Linked DNA regions of Gossypium hirsutum: all the other regions are linked to region 3. Evidence: chromatin contacts called from public Hi-C data. All regions are on one chromosome and are shown on one strand. Each heading gives the region's core, a stretch centred on a gene start, on an enhancer-like site or on the middle of the called end of the contact. The rest is flanking DNA. Distances are from core to core; before and after follow the strand shown. Region 1 holds the start of LOC107886654. Region 2 holds the start of LOC107886638 (LOB domain-containing protein 42). Region 3 has its middle 55 kb from the start of LOC107929704.

Region 1 (2,700 bases), core at 95-2,594, 200 kb after region 3:
CAAATCGCTATTCATATGTGTAGTAGCCCCATTATCCGAGTACCATGTCAGATCTGACATAATAGCAGGCTAGCAACAATAGACGAAGCAAAGATCGGTAACGAAAGTGAGACACTAAGAGCCTTAGATGAAAAGAAAGAGCCCAAAGATACAGGAGCCTAGAGTAATGACAGTCAGATGCCTCATGGTTTGTATAACATATGTAGGCTGACACTGGTTTGGGCCATAATTGAGAAGTAAGCCCATCAAATGAAGAATCACTTTGACTAGATCCATTAAGATTACCACAATCATCATCATCATCATAAGTAGAGTCGTACCTGTAAAAGCAACGCCAAGCCACGTTACCAATCTTCCCGTAGATCTAACACTGTGGTCGTGCACCGCCAAATCGAACACTTCTATAATTGCGAGCAAACCCTCAATGTGACCAAAACGCTTTTGGCAGAGGTTGTTCAGTATATGTAAGGAGCATTCATGGTGCAGACTTGTCCAGAATAACAAGATTAGCCGAGAAGGTAACCTGAGAGAGGTGAGCTTACTGGCATGCTTTGGCATCCAATAGAGCGATGGTGATTCCTTGCAAATCAAAAGGAACACGGCCGGTCGTAATGATAGATACAACATAATCAAACTCCGGAAGAAGACCGATAAGGATGGCGAATTGATATTCTTCCCACGACACATGCTGACTGCAACCAGCCAAAGAATCACACAAATGTTTGATCTAAGCCAGGTATGTAGACATAGACAAGTTATTTTTCTTGAACTGATAGAGTAAATATCTGTAACGCATAGCCTTGCTGGTGGACTAGGTGCTAAAAATCTGGTTAATAGCTTCCCAAAGTTTAAACGCCAATGCAGAACTTACAATTAGTTGGTAATGGAGAGAAGCATTGATCGTAGAAAGAAGCCAAGCCAATAGTGTCGAGTCTTACTGCTCATATTGATCATAGGCTGGATTCTCAATGAGAGCACCATCAACACCGGGCAAAACTCGCAGCAGCACAACAACCGTCAATAAAAGATTGCAACTAGTGAGTCTTCAGAATGAGCAGAACATGTTTCTTCTAAGTGAGGAAATTACTATCATCGATAAGTATGGCTATCTTTTGAGAGGCAAAAGTAAAAGGATTGAAAATTTTATTTGTCAATTCCAACACATTGACAGAATCCATAGTGAAAACGCAGCAACTAGCAAAAAAAAACACTCTAATACCGTATTAGAATTCTAAGAGTAAAAAGAATTTCATTCGTACTTATTCAGCAATACATCAAGTGAGAATTTATACACAAAAGAATCTAAGAAATGCTAATTGGAATGACTAACAAAAAGAAAACAGAATAACAACTACTCCTAACTTCTTGAGCTAATTTTAGTTGAGTAGTTAACAACTACTTTCTCTAATAATGTGGACCTTGCAAAATGATGAAACCGTGGATTGAAGAGTAAGCTACTATGCATGTAGATATTCAGTTTATCAAGATTAATGTGGATATGTTCACCATGTCCTACAATATTTTCACCTTTCATTTTTTTTCTTGCTTTGTTGTATGCTTTGAAAATTACAAGTTGATGATGTGACTCATGAGTTCAAGGTTCCTAGCATTCATTCTTGGATTTTTTGTTAATTATTAATAATTTAATAATTTATTTTACATTAAATAAAGTTTAAATTTGTTAGAAACTTTGATTGCTTCTTTTCTTCCATTTCATGTTCGAACAACAAATAGAACAACATTTTTGGTGTAGTCAAGGTTTTTGAGTTGATATGTTTGACTTTTTAATAACATGGCTTATAATTTAATCTTGGTGAACAGTAAATGAGGAAGTAATTTCGTACTACAACATGTTATTATCATCTTTCAATCGATTGACTTGGAGGAAAAGAGAGAAGTTTAATGGTTGAATATGCTTATCATTATCTTTTGAGAGAGTTTTGAAGCTAATAAAAGACTTGTTTAAGAAGGGCTTTGTAACAACCCGATTTTTGGGCCTAGTTAAAACAGTGGTTTTGGGACCATTGACCTGAGGTTAAAGAAATTATTTTTGATATTATTTTATGTGTTATAGCATTATTATATGAGTGCATGGAAAATTTGGTGAAGTAATTTTAGCATTTGTGGGCTTAATTGCGAAAAAGGACTAAATCGTATAAAGTGAAAAAGTCACGATTTGATAGCTAAGGGTGTTAAATTGCCATGAAACTTAAATTGGGAGTCTTTAAAGGGCAAATAGACCCTTAGATTATAGCCTGGCTGGCCATGAGACAAAGAAAATTGAATGGTCAAAATGTTAGGTATTTGATGACATAATATGTGATAAAATAATACCCTAAAGCCTAGCCTTCATCTTTTTCATCCATCCTTTCTTCTTGACCGAAAATATCATCCATTAGAGGAGTTTTTGAAGCTTGAAATTTCAGCCACTTAGTCTCTCTACAAGTAAGTGATCTTGATGGTTTTTCTTGATGATTTTTGTACTTTTAGAACCCTTGTAACATGAGCTTTCAAATGAGGGGACTGTTTTGCAAAATGGTTAGAGTCTAGGGTTTTTCCATGAAATCATATGTGTTGTTAATGGAAATTTTATGGAAGAATATGAGTTATGGTTGTGTAATAAACAACTTTTGTAAAGTATTTTTCATGGAAACCCTAACTAGGGACCATTTTGCATAAGTTGAAAATTAGATAATAAAT
Region 2 (2,700 bases), core at 47-2,546, 230 kb before region 3:
TTATACCTCATTAGTCAAACTCATATTGCATCAATGTGGTTATGTTTAGCTGTATTTTAGTTTTATTGTTATAAATATTAACTCACACCAGAATTAAAAATAATTTTTTTTACTATATCTACGAATGAAGAGTATACATTTTTATGTTGGTGTGATTGTATATATTGTGTTGATACCAAAGGAGACTAGAGATAAAATCAAAATAGAAATCAGGCTATTTGTTAAAACCACAGGCAGTATCTCTTTAGGCGCCCACAGTCTTACATAAAATACTAGACATAACTGATTCCCCCCCCCTTTTTTTTTCTTTAAAGGAAAAAAAAATAAAATGTATAGAAAATAGAAAAAATACCGATTATTTTAGGATTGCGTAGAGATATTATTCAAAATTTGTAAAAAGAAAAATAGCATTTTAGAAAATACCCAGTCTGATATATGGTAGAAGAATTAGAAAGAAGTAAAAAGAAAAGGATAAATTACTGAGGGATTTGAAGTGAAAATAAGACCCAGGTAGGTCATTTGTACGGACGGACTCCTGAAAACCAGGAGGTATATATTATAAGATGGTTTCAGGGTAGAGCTCGAAATGAGATGTGGCGAGATGCACGCAGTTCTAAGATAAAGGGAGCTTGCGCTTGGCACGTGCATCTGTTGCGGATTTTCTGCCTCTCTCTTCCCTTTTGCTTGCTTGCATGGCTTCCACTTCTCAACTGCTGTCCTCTTTCTGTTTTTGTATTTATCCCCTTTATTTGTATTTCAATAAATCCTTATTCTTAATAAAACTCCTAACAAATTCAACATTTATTTGTACATAAATTACTTATTTACCGGTTAAAATATTAAGGAATTGTTCAATGTGTACAAAAAAAAAGGAAAATAAAGGTTGTAGAGTTATATATATATTATTGGCATGCATTTTGGCCTCTCTGTTTCTCAAATTACAGCATAAATTAGAAGACATAATAATTTATTTGTAGAAAATTCCATTATCCTATAATCAAGAAAAAAAAACTCTAATGGGTAATAATGGTATATAATATAAGAAATGAAGAAGTAAAGCTTTGCAAATTAAAAAAGTAATAAAATAAATGATTGATTATGAAGTTAATATAAAATTTGGAAAGAGTACATATTGATATTTAATTGAGGAGTTAAAAGCAAGATGGATGGTAGATTATGTAATAAAATCGTGCATGTAGGGTTGTTTGGAAAAGGAGGAAAGCGCCAAAACCAATCTCATTTACCAAAGAGGGGCAGTCCCCAACTTTACCTAAACAAGAAGAAGAAGAAGGGAAATTAAAGAACACACTCCTCACTCACCCCCGGTTTTCAGGTCTTTTACTCCTTTGGAAACCACTGCGCTGCCCACCTTTATATTAACCATAATCTTTCACTTCTCCTTCTCCTCCTTCTCCCTCGATCTCTCTCTGAAATATAATTACGATGAGGATGAGCTGTAATGGCTGCAGGGTCCTGCGTAAGGGCTGCACCGAAAACTGCACCATTAGACCTTGTCTTCAATGGATCAAGTCCTCTGATTCTCAAGCCAATGCTACTCTCTTCCTTGCCAAATTCTATGGCCGAGCTGGTCTCCTCAACCTAATTGAAGCCGGCCCTGAAAACCTTCGCCCTGGTACGTACTTCATTAACCCCACCCAACCAAAAACAAGATTTCATTAATTGCTTTTAACTTTTTTTTTTGTATGCATTTTGTTTGTAGCTATTTTTAGATCACTTTTATACGAGGCCTGTGGGCGTGTGGTAAATCCAGTTTATGGGTCAATTGGGATGCTTTGGTCCGGGAACTGGGGTGAGTGCCAAGCAGCCGTTGATGCTGTGCTGAAAGGCTCCCCCATAACCCAAACTTCATCATCTTTGGAATCAGTTGAAGAAGAGCAACCGATTTCCCCTCTCAAGACCTACGACATCCGCCATGTCTTCAAGGACACCAAACCAGCTGCAGCAGCAGACGTCGACAAGGTCAAGACCCGCACTCGTTTCAAGCGATCCAGGACTCGCTCCAAGCGACAGGTGGTTGACTCGTGGATGAGCCAACTCGGAAATGGTGACAGCAAAGAAGATGAGAGCACCTTCTCTGTGGAGACCGTGGAGGGTTCGCTGGTAAACCACGCCAAAAGGGGTCCTATCTTGAAGTTTGAGGATAGTAGTAATGTTGGCTTAGAACTCACTCTTGCTTTGCTTCCTGAGGCGACGCACTTAGGATGAAATAATCCACCCTTAAACAAAAAATGAATCCTCCTTTTTTTGCTTCTTTCATTATAGATTGAAGAAATTTTGGCGGCTATAAAACTATCACCTCTAGTTTCAACCTCATCGTATGATAGAATATTAGAATGCTGCAAGTATTTTAAACTTTGTTTCGTTTCTGTTTGGGTCAAAAACAAATGTTGATGGGTTCTTTTTATTTTAAAGACAGCTATATGAAGTTGATAGAATTATTGAATGGTGCTTTCTAGTTTGGTGATATGGTTAGGTGTGATATACTTTCCATATATGGGTTTGTTTAAATTTGTAGGTTTTGATTTATGAGTAGGTTATCACGATGCTGACAAGGCTGCAATAAGAAAATATGACTGGCAGTGGCACCCCAATTTAGATTCTTCTTGGTGCTTGCTGCTGTAAGTTGTAGGCTTCAATTTATTTGTTCATTTGTTTATCTTTTTAATCTAAAATTCTATT
Region 3 (2,700 bases), core at 99-2,598:
TGAATAAATTTATACAGTTACAAAATATCAGTTATTAAATAGTTATTTTATTCAGTGTTATGGTTCTAATATCTGTTTAATTATTAATTGATGATACTTACTGTGTATGAACTTGTATAGTATAGTATATTGAATGCAAACCCTAATTATGAGATTGTACTCTTAAGTTTATATTAATATTAAATCTTTAACGGAATTGATGTTATGGGCCAATTGATAAAAAATTAATTAAAAAATAATTAATAATTAATAATTATATTTATATTTTATATAAAATCTAAAAAAAATAAAATAAAATTTAAAGTTTCTCAAATCCTCATCTTTTATAATTTCAATAAAAATCTTTTTTAAGTAAAGAAATTATTTTTGCCCATACTGTAAATGTCCTATAATATAAGATAATTGATTTCTTTAGGATTTCGTAAGTGTTGTTCTTTCTTTCTTCTATGCAACTTGTTAGTTAAAATTATAATTTGAGATAATTTCAATCATATATTTCAAGTTTTTGGCTTCCAGAACAAAACTTTTATAAAAAGTTATTACTTACATTTATATCTCAACTACTCGAATCATACCAAAAGAAGAAAAAAATAAAGCAAGTCTCCAACAACGTGGGAATTCACTATATCTATCACAACTGTTTCAATAACATTAACTACTCAAACATCATACATAAATTGACCAAAACTAATTTGTTTAAACATAATATTTTTTTACTCAATTTGGTAATTAAATTTATTTTCATACTTATACATTTTTTTTCATTTTATTACTTGAATTTATAATTGGATTTATTTTTATTTCTAAACTTGAATTCCGTCAAAATTTAATGATATGACCAGTGTTCTTAGAATATAACTAGATTGATTGATCGGATCGATTTGATAAAAAATTAGTCAGTATATTATTCCGGTCGAACAAAAAAAGTTTAATTGATTGAATCAAAAACTACTCAACCAATAAAAATAGAAAATTATGACAAGAATTAATAGTCGAATATGTTAACTAGTTTAACTTTTTAAAATAGAAAACATTATGATTATTTATTTAATTTTTGTTAGTTTAACTGTTAAATTAATCAAACCAATTGAATTAAGAATAGTGATATGATCGGTTCAATCATTTCTTCTATTATTAGAATATGATGTCTCCCCTGTCCTTTGGCTTCCCAGTGGTCGATGGTGTCTTTTCTTGACCTGGGCCAGGGCATACTCTTTAGCAGAGGCATTCATGACGACGACGGGTGGGACCACCGTGCTTCTTTCTTCCTCGACATCCCTTGGCGTTCCCTAAACCTCCGCCTCCGATTACAGAGGTTGAGGAGCCTTTTAGGAGCTGGGTTTTACTGGTAATGTTTGACGCTGGGACCTTCGGTTTTTTGGGGCCTGATTTTTATTATTGTATGTATGGGCTTTCTGGGCCACTATTGCACTTATTCCCATTCTTTAATGAATGTTTTATGTTGGAAAAAAGGCATACTCACTTTGGCCCCTAAACTATATAATTTTTTCACTTTAGTATCCAATCTTTTTTCATCTAACTTTGATATTTTCTAAAGTTTGATGATCCTGTGTAAAAAAAAATTCGTTATTTGAAAAATTTTCCTGAAATCATTTTTCACAAGTTGTTCTTAATAAAACAAACACAACATAATTTATTTTTTACAAAATATTATAGTAATAATTAATATCATATATAAACTTAATAATAAACAATGTTTAATTAAAACCTAATTTAAATTACATATATTACGCATATGAAAGTGGATAGTGACACATTTGAGTTGTAAGAGATAAATATAAAATTGTAATATATATTTTTAAAATATTCATATTTTTCGCTCAAATTTTTTTCATATCTTATATCAGAAAACATTTATTATTAAATATTTATAAATTGTAATATATCTTTATTATTAAAATATTAATATAAATATTTTTCAATAATATATTTATAATATTATTTAAAATTTAAAATTATTATTGTTAATTTTTTATTAAAATAAAATTGTAATATTAAATAATTTATTAAAATAATAAATTATATTATTAAATATAAATAATTAAATATGCATGTTTAAGAATATTACACATTACAATATTTGATACTAATATTTTATTATTTTAATATTTTTAAATATTTTAAAATAAAAATAAAAATTGATTATTAATATAATAATATTAGATTTGATTCAAGTTAATTTTTATATAAAGATAAAATTATTCATAAAAGAGTTCATTTTCGAAAAATAACTTACGCTTTTCAAAATGGTAAGTTAATTTACAAGAAAATGGACTTATTTTCAGTTGACCGAGTTGTTTTTCATGAAACCAACATTCATTTTCCATAAAACAAATGCACCCTCAAACTATCCTTTGTTACCCAAATTGGCCCATGATGTTAAAAAAAATAAGGATAAAATACAAAAATGGTCACTAAAATATTTCTCACGTTCTATTTTGGTCACTAAATTTTAAATTCTTTTCGATTTAGTCATTAAACTATTCAAAATTAAATTTTTTGGTCACCAAGCAATAAAAGCCATTTGAAATTTGACAGAAGTGTTGACTGGGTTTTTTTTATTGGTCTAATAATAAATTTAACCCTCTAATATTTACACATTCTATCAATTTGATCTTAAATATATATAAAAAACAACAAATTTAACTCACAATGTTTACAAAATTTGTCATTTTAGTT

The links. A called contact is a pair of places that touch in the nucleus more often than the background predicts.
Region 1: a Hi-C map of leaf shows a contact between it and region 3, with 9 times the contacts expected there. The contact joins the promoter of LOC107886654 here to the enhancer-like site in region 3. A contact is called at or near these places in 13 of 34 Hi-C or Micro-C datasets (callus, hypocotyl, leaf and 1 more).
Region 2: a contact with region 3 is called in a Hi-C map of leaf, with 5 times the contacts expected there. The contact joins the promoter of LOC107886638 here to the enhancer-like site in region 3. A contact is called at or near these places in 5 of 34 Hi-C or Micro-C datasets (callus, hypocotyl and leaf).

What each region holds. Positions count from the first base shown.
Region 1 is chrA03:101,874,043-101,876,742 of Gossypium_hirsutum_v2.1, reverse strand. It overlaps LOC107886654, which reads right to left and starts at 1,344. Exons shown (of 2, transcript XR_001680832.2): 1 at 1-1,344.
Region 2 is chrA03:102,308,210-102,310,909 of Gossypium_hirsutum_v2.1, reverse strand. LOC107886638 (LOB domain-containing protein 42) reads left to right here and starts at 1,296. Exons shown (of 2, transcript XM_016810670.2): 1 at 1,296-1,633; 2 at 1,721-2,464. The coding sequence starts at 1,444. The coding sequence ends at 2,226.
Region 3 is chrA03:102,074,584-102,077,283 of Gossypium_hirsutum_v2.1, reverse strand. No RefSeq gene overlaps it. Among protein-coding and RNA genes, the nearest start is that of LOC107929704, 55 kb to the left of the region's middle. Within about 2 kb of position 1,348, at least 6 of the 9 cell types and tissues checked have an H3K27ac peak or open chromatin away from gene starts, as enhancers often do. A contact at or near this core is called in hypocotyl and leaf, where this site is marked.